2 separate regions of the Gossypium hirsutum genome follow, and region 2 is linked to region 1. The links are chromatin contacts, called in public Hi-C maps. All regions are on one chromosome and are shown on one strand. The core of a region is the stretch at or near the end of the contact, and the rest is flanking DNA. Distances in the headings are between cores, read along the strand shown.

Evidence for each region. Hi-C and Micro-C count contacts between places; a contact is called where the count stands out from the background.
Region 2: a Hi-C map of leaf shows a contact between it and region 1, with 2.7 times the contacts expected there. The contact joins the enhancer-like site here to the promoter of LOC107915134 in region 1. A contact is called at or near these places in 2 of 34 Hi-C or Micro-C datasets (callus and leaf).

Annotation. Positions count from the first base shown.
Region 1 is chrD10:55,834,904-55,838,851 of Gossypium_hirsutum_v2.1, reverse strand. It overlaps LOC107915134 (reactive oxygen species modulator 1), which reads left to right and starts at 2,083. Exons shown (of 3, transcript XM_016844282.2): 1 at 2,083-2,329; 2 at 3,850-3,887. The coding sequence starts at 2,257. It overlaps LOC107915135 (PH, RCC1 and FYVE domains-containing protein 1), which reads left to right. Exons shown (of 9, transcript XM_016844283.2): 9 at 112-619. The coding sequence ends at 244.
Region 2 is chrD10:55,913,902-55,917,849 of Gossypium_hirsutum_v2.1, reverse strand. No RefSeq gene overlaps it. Among protein-coding and RNA genes, the nearest start is that of LOC121222477, 4.6 kb to the right of the region's middle. Within about 2 kb of position 2,244, at least 9 of the 9 cell types and tissues checked have an H3K27ac peak or open chromatin away from gene starts, as enhancers often do. A contact at or near this core is called in leaf, where this site is marked.

The sequences.
Region 1 (3,948 bases), core at 834-3,333:
CTTTTTTGTTTTAATCATAAATCTATTTTTTTGTTCTAGTTGTTGGTCTTTGTTTATCACTCCCACCGCTTAAATTATGTTTGACTATGGTCATTGTTCTCATGATCGCAGTCGGAGGCGTTTCAGCGAAAAGCAAGCAGAACAATGGTGGGCAGCAAACAGGGCTAGAGTATATCAGCGGTACAACGTTCCCTTGGTTGACAAACCCGCTCTTGGTGTGGGAAGGGAAGGGTTAGCTCATTGACTTGGCAGATTCAAGACTCAGGCTACTTAATCCAAAGTTCATTCGGGGCTACAGCTTTGAAGACTGAGCCAAGGTAAGATGCCCTCGATTTTGTTTTAGTTTTGCGAGGGTGTGTACTAGTTCTGGTTTCGGCACTTTAAATTTCTGCTGTAAATGTATAATTGTACTATGTTGGATTTTAGGAGATAAACTGTGAGGAATTGATTGAGTTCTTTATGACTAGGCTGCGGAGGGCTTTGTATTCGAAACAGATTGTAAATGCATAAGAAATTACTAACAGTCTGATTGTATAGCATTCATAAACTGAATGCATCTTGCATGTGCTTGTTCTTTTTTTTTACTAAACAGTTAGTTTAAGCAATTTGATTTTGCCAATGATGCGTTGGTTGTATTAGAAAGGTCAAGGTTTTGGGATTTGATAGTTTAAGCTTGAGTTTCACCATCAACAATTATTAGATTATTATTCTGGTTTTAAGTCTTATCATGTGGATCATGTTCGGATATATTTCAATCTTTAGTTCGTTGTGATTTATATAGTTTGTTATTCTAGTTATGGTTTGTCAAACATGTATCATTTATGATTTGTCTTCAAAAAATAATTTGATTTTTATAAATTAAACAAAATAAACTTTCAACCTTATAAGAAAAGGGTAAAGCCCTATAGCAATGTGACTAACCTAACTCGAATTCAGACTACACTTGAGACGCTGCTGAAACTCTAACTATCAAGTTAACACATGGGATTCTTCAACCCTAAGTTTTGACTCTATCTAATTGAAACCCAACTTTCTTGGCTGGCTATATTGGATTACATCTTTACTTTTTTCTTATCTCTTTTCAATATGATCTCATCAGTGCTATTATATGGATTTTTCATTTTTGTCTAGTAAAATTTTTATTTAAAATTATTATATACAAATATATTTTAATTTAATATATTGTATGTGATTTTACGCATTTAATATTAGATAATTTTTTAAATATTGAACTTTTAATTGTAGTAATTAAAGTTAAGTAATATTTCTTATTTGAATTATTGAATATAATTCAAATATATTAACTTATTAATTCAAATATTACAATAGGAAATTTTCAAATCATAATTAAAACATTTTTAACATATTCAACTTATGATATAGTTATATTTTATGTAATTAATGCTAATATCAATTAAGTGATAATTAAGATATTTATAATATTTTATATAAATAAAATTAGCACAACTTCTATTTTAAAATTAATACAAAATTTTTCAACTAATAAGTGTAAATGAATTATAATTATTTTTAAATGTATATATATCAAATTATATATTAGATATAGATTAATAAGTTAAACTTTGAAAAATATTTGAAAACACTGGTAATATAATTAAATTTAATAATTTTAAATATAATATAAAAAAGCGGTATATTTATGGATTATTGGACGAGATTAAAAAAAGTGTCATATATCATTTTTAGTTTTTAAATTCAAAAAAATATAACTAAAAGATTGTGAAATTAAGAAAAGTTCTTAATAAATATAAAAATAATATAATAATTTAGTGTATTTAGTATAAATAGTATATTTATTTTAAATATTTTAACATGTTTTCTAATTTATAATAGGATTAAGATAACATTTAGTATCTAAACTTAACACTTTTTTTTAATTTACTAAGATTTTTTTATCCAATTTGGTACTTGATATTTTTTTTCTTAATTTAGTACCTAAACTTGACATTTTTTTTAATTTGGATAGAAAAATCATACATACCAATTTGAGGGAAAGTGAAAATTTGAGGGGCTAAATGAATATTTAAGCATTGTAAAAATTATCAAATCTAATTCTGACTATTTTGAAGCTGAGTAATATTTTAAATTAAATATTTTAATAAGTTTTATGGTACAAAAACATAAAAAAAAGTAGAAGCATCCGACAATCTAAGCATCTAAGCCTAACCGAACTCGCAGAAAACCTAAACAAACAAAACAAACGGAAAACAAGGGAAGACGTTATACTGAGCCGACATGGCAAGGGACAGCTGCTTGGCTCGCGTCACCGCTGGGGTCGCCGTCGGAGGCGCTGTTGGCGGCGCCGTTGGTAAGTTTCCTATTCTTCCACTGCTCGGTAAAACCCTAAACCTCATTCCTCTGTTTTAGTTAGCTACTGAAAACATTGAAACCAATAATTTTACTTCAATTACAATAGCAATAGCTATAATTATGGGCTTAGAATTTTAGAAGTAAAATGTTTAGATTTCTGAACCTAAGGCTTTTTTAACATATATAAAGTATTTTAATAGTACTTTTTTCTATTTTTTTTCTTTACTGATTTAGCTGATTGTTTGCAAAGAAAATTACGAGTAAAAGGAAAACCCCAAACTCGAAGAATTTTTTTTATTTATTTTATAAAAAAAAATCAATGTGAAACAAAAGCCCCCACTTTTTGTTTAAGAATGGATGGTGGTTTTTTTCTTTTCAGTATTACACTATTACACTATTGCACCATTATGCATGCTATTTTCTTATTTCCTAGTAAAAAGAGGGAGAAAAAAAAACAAATAAAGGATAATATTTATGGTCCTAATTTTGTACAAATGTGGAAAATTGGTTCTTTTATTAACTCTTTTTATGGATGGCCAAAGAGGAAAAAGAAAGGCTGACCTAATGATTTTTGGTTAGCTAAATACTTGTTTTGACGTTTCTCTCTCTCTCTCTTCTTCTTACTGTTGATTCTTTAATTTCTTTCATGCTTAAGTGTCTATGCTTATTGTGACATTGAAAAGCGATTTTGTGGAATATGTGTTTAAATGATCAAGCAATTATCTTGTTGATAGTATGTTTCAATTGGTTCACTTGAGAAAATATAGTGTGCTTAAATTGAAAAGAAATGATTCAGAGACAAAAGTATTGTTATTTGTAGTTTTGGGATCTAGAACTGTGCCATTGTTACTTTTTTGGCATATGTCAAAGCACAATGCAAATCCCTTTACAGCTAATGACAGGGAGCTTGTCCTCTTGCATTCGGTAAATCTCAAACCGTCCGTCCCAAGGCTTTCAAACCCAGACCTTTAGTTGGAAGTTAAAGTTCTAAGCATTAGGGACATAGTGTTGGAGTTCAATGCATCTGCTCATAGTTTTCAACTATCGAGGAACATGCAACACCACTACTTCGTAGAATACTTGGTATTTAAAGAAAGAGTTGGAATTCTAGGATAATGTGCTCGACACCCATGTTTGATCTATGGAGATTTGATCCTCCTAGGATTGTCCAAATGTAATAAAGAAACTTGAAAGAGTCGGCCTACCTGTGTCGGATATGTACTCGAATTTGACACTCACCTGAATATGAGTAACATAGATGTGCTTGAATGTCCTTAGAGGTTAGAAGAATGAAGATGATTAGCATAAAATTAGGCTGCTCGACGGAGGTGGTTTCAAGGACAGGGTCTGCTATTAGTACCACCTTTTAAATGCAACTATTCTACCTTATTGCAAATATTTCTTTCCAAGATCCAATATTTCTGACGGTTCTTTTAATTATTTATTGCACCGTGTTACATCACGTAAATTTGTTTATGGTCATGAAATAGGCACATTTATGTGACTTTGCTTGTGCAGGTGCTGTTTATGGGACTTATGAGGCAATTAGGTACAAGGTAATGTCCAATATTTTCCTTTTATGTCAAGAGAGGTGATAAAACTATCATGGATATATAT
Region 2 (3,948 bases), core at 995-3,494, 79 kb before region 1:
CTGATTTATGAAAGAATCTCATCTCATTGAGTATTTTAGACTCGAAAGGATGCAGAATCAACATCGAGTCGAGCGGCATTAAAGTATCTCGTGGAGCTCTCGTTTTGTTCAAAGGTAAAAGAACTGGCAGTCTTTATATTCTGGAAGGTTCTACAGTGACCGGTGAAATCGGACGTCCCTCGTCCGTTACAGAGTCTAAGTCAACTCGTTTGGAGCGGAGGCAACTTGGTCATAGGAGGGAAAAATGTATGACCGTTTCGTTGAAAAGAGGTTCTCTTTTGGATGCAGGTTTTGAAAAGTTAGGGCACTGTGTTCGTGAAAATCAGACCCGGGTTAGTTTTGATTTGGCAGTGTACAAGTCGAAGGCTAGAAGTCTTCCAGTTTCTAAGCACATATTCGACTCAGTTAATTCCCTGCATAGTTCAAGATAGGCTCGTGGCGGGCTTTGGCAAAGATGGCGTTGTAGAAATATGAGTCAAGGTGGAGATTTGTTAAGTATGACTCCTATTTTAGTCAAATTAGAAAAATAATCTTTTAGTTAAACTCTGTTTATTTATTTCAGTCAAACACTGATTAGTTTAGATTATTTTATTATTATTTGACATATGAATTTAGCCTATAAATAGGCTCTTTTACAACCTTAAGAAATGCACCCATTAGATTAGAACTCATAACACATTCAGAGAATTTTGTATTTACGTTTTTTCGGGTTCTTTGTTTTTCGAGTTTTCGGGGTTTAGTTTTATCTCCATCTTTTGTACTCTTCATTCTTTTGCCATTATAATAAAATTATCTTTGCCCGTGGTTTTTTATCCTCTTTGGAGGAGTTTTTCCACGTTAAATTTGTGTGTTTATCTTCTCAATTTCTTCTACTATTTTTACTTGTTCGTTGCTTAATCGGGACGATCCCTAACATTTACAATGGCTTCTTCTTCTTCGTTGAACTCTTTAGAGGATAGGGCCACCAAAAAAATTCGTATGCGTAGCAATGATGTGGGGGAGGAAGATCTCCTTATGGCGGTGGACGAAATTGGGATTTCTATTGGTATTAAAAAGCCTGCTAACTTAGGAGTTTCTTTCAAAGACATGTTGCTTGGTGCTTCGAGTGATACAGAAAAGAATATGATCGAACAAGATAATGATGACTTACAACTTCTTGATGGAGATGTTACCACGGGAACAGAGGATGGTTTACCCTCAATTCGTTTCTTTGATAAGGTTCATCAAATCTTATATCAAGGTACGTTTCATACGGTTGTGGTTAAACTTTTGGAAAGGAAAATAGGTTTCCAAACACTCTCGAACAAAATCTATCACCTTCGGAAACCAACTATCCCCTTAAAATTATGGACTTGGAAAATGATTATTTCATGGTGAAGTTCCAAGAGGAATTGGATTATACTTGGACCCTCATTGCAGGACCTTGGATTGTTTTTGGACAGTATTTAACGGCTCAGCCATGGACAGAATCCTTCTCCACTTCCCAACCATTCCCTCCAAAGTGATTGTTTGGATTTGACTTCCGGGAATTCTTGGTTTTATGTATCGACAGAGTGTTTTAAAGAGCATCGAGGAGACGATTGGGCATGCGATAAAATTGAATGTTAACACTGGTAGTACGCAAAAGGGTCGTTTTGTTCGTATGACAATTTTGCTTGACCTTAACAAGCCATTGGTTTTCATTCAACATGTTGAATCATTCCAATATTTGTTTTTCTTGTGGACATTTTGGTCACTTCAAAGATTCTTGCTCCTCCGTTTCCAACCGTGTTCCAGTGTTGGGGGAAATGAACCAAGAAAATCCGATTTTGTATGAGAACAAGAACGACTCGGATATGTTTAGGCCATGGATGATGGTTAATCAAGAGAATAATAGACTTGACCGAAAATCAACACTTGGACTGGAAGAAAGGAAAGTAACAGGATCAGTGAGATCTCACTTTTAACATTCTCCATGATTTGATGGATGGGAACCAAGCAATTAATGGGGAATCTAATCCCACTGATTCAGCAAAGTTGAAAGGTAAAGGGGTTGCCATTTATAAGAACCCCTTAGGTGAAGAAGGGCCAACTCCCAGGGATAGTGATGAACAGATTCAGGATTTTGGGGTTCCACGATCGCTTGTAGAAGAAATTGCTATGGGTCAAGGGCTGGATCAAGAAAAATGGATAAGGCGTTAGGCCTGGTAGACCCAAACGTTGTTGGTTCCTCCAAAACGGTTAATGGGGCTTCCAAGCAAAATGCCAAAGTTTCTACTGGATCTCAAAAACATGAGAGTTATGGGCATTTTAGGATGGGTTCCAGGCCTGGTGGTTCTAAATATTCCCTATAGGCTATCTCTCTCATTTCTATCGAATTGAACCCAACTTCTTATTTGTGTATCGAAGGCGACGTTAATTATAAAGAAACCCCTGTTCGCATTTCACATGATAATTCCAATAGGGAATTAAATTTGTTAACCCAAGGCACTTCACGCAATTCAGTAGAAAAATCTAATGTGCCTACCTTAAATCCAGAATTTCATTTAGTGATTAAATTTGTAGAAAATCATGATCCCAATTCTCATTCTACTGGTATGAATTCGTCTGCTTCCTTTTCTTTTTCAAAAATTGGAAACCTTAAAATTTTTAAGAACGGGTCTCACAATATATAGGATAAAGACAGCAAATTCAAGGTGAAGGTAGTCGGTCGTGATTCTGTTGCTGAAGTTATGACGAAATTCGTTGATAGGACCAGTTCAAAAGGCTTGATTGCAAAGGAAAATAACTTTCAAGGGGTACCTCCTGGTTCTAATGAGATGACTACCTTAGATGTTTAAGGTGGATTTGTTGATGTTTGTCTTTCACTTTATGGTTTGTCAGATGTTACCAAGTATTTTTGTATGAAATTGTCAAGGGTATACATCGCCTAAGTTTGTTAACGTGGTTAGAGATTACTTTGCTGAATTTAATGTTGATGTTGCGACATTTCTTGAAACTTGAGTCAGCGGTTCGAAGGTTGATAGAATCATTTCTAAAATTGGTTTGGATTGTTCTCACAAAATTGAAACTAGAGGCTATGTTGGGGGTTTATGGATTTGTTGGAGAAATACTGTTCAGATCCAAACTATTCTTAATGATCCACGGTTTATTCTTTGTTGTACGAGAAAACAAGGGGGATCCAAAAGTGTTTTAGGTACCAATTGGATCATATTGCTCAATCCATTTCCAAGCCATGGGTTTTGTTGGGGGACTTCAATTCAGTGTTGTCTCCAGATGAAAAGAGGGTGGTCGTCCTATTTTTTCTGGGTGCAAGTTATCTCAGGTATTTATCCTTAGTAATAGTTTGATGGATCTTGCCTTTAAAGGTCTAGAGTTCATGTGGAAAAGAGGGGTTATCTTTGAAAGATTAGACCGAGCAATTAGTAATAGTGAATGGAGTCAACTTTATTCAAATGATTTTTTCTTCCATCTTCCTCATTTCAAATCTGATTACAGACCAATTTCCTTATCTTTTTCTAGTCTCAGTCAAGTTGTTCAATCGAGACCTTTCCGATTTCTTGCATCTTGGATTTCTCATTCGAATTTTAACAATTTCGTCTGTGATATTTGGAGACATGATACTGATATTATAGTTAATCTCACTTCTCTTACCACAAACCTTAAAAAGTGGAATTTTGATGTTTTCAGGCACATTATCAGAAGAAAACGGTCGATTGCCCATCGTATTGGTAAAGTTCAAGTTGTTTTAGATTGTAGATGTTCCGGGTACCTTATAAATATTGAATCAAAGTTACGTTTAGAATATGAAAATATTCTTGATGAAGAAGAATTACCCTGGAAACAAAAATCGAGGATGGATTGGGTCCATTTTGGGGATTGTAATACAAAGCTTTTCCACAATAAAGCTCTTATAAGGCGGAATTTTGATAAAATTTCTGCCTTGAAAATTAGGGATAACTAGTGTTA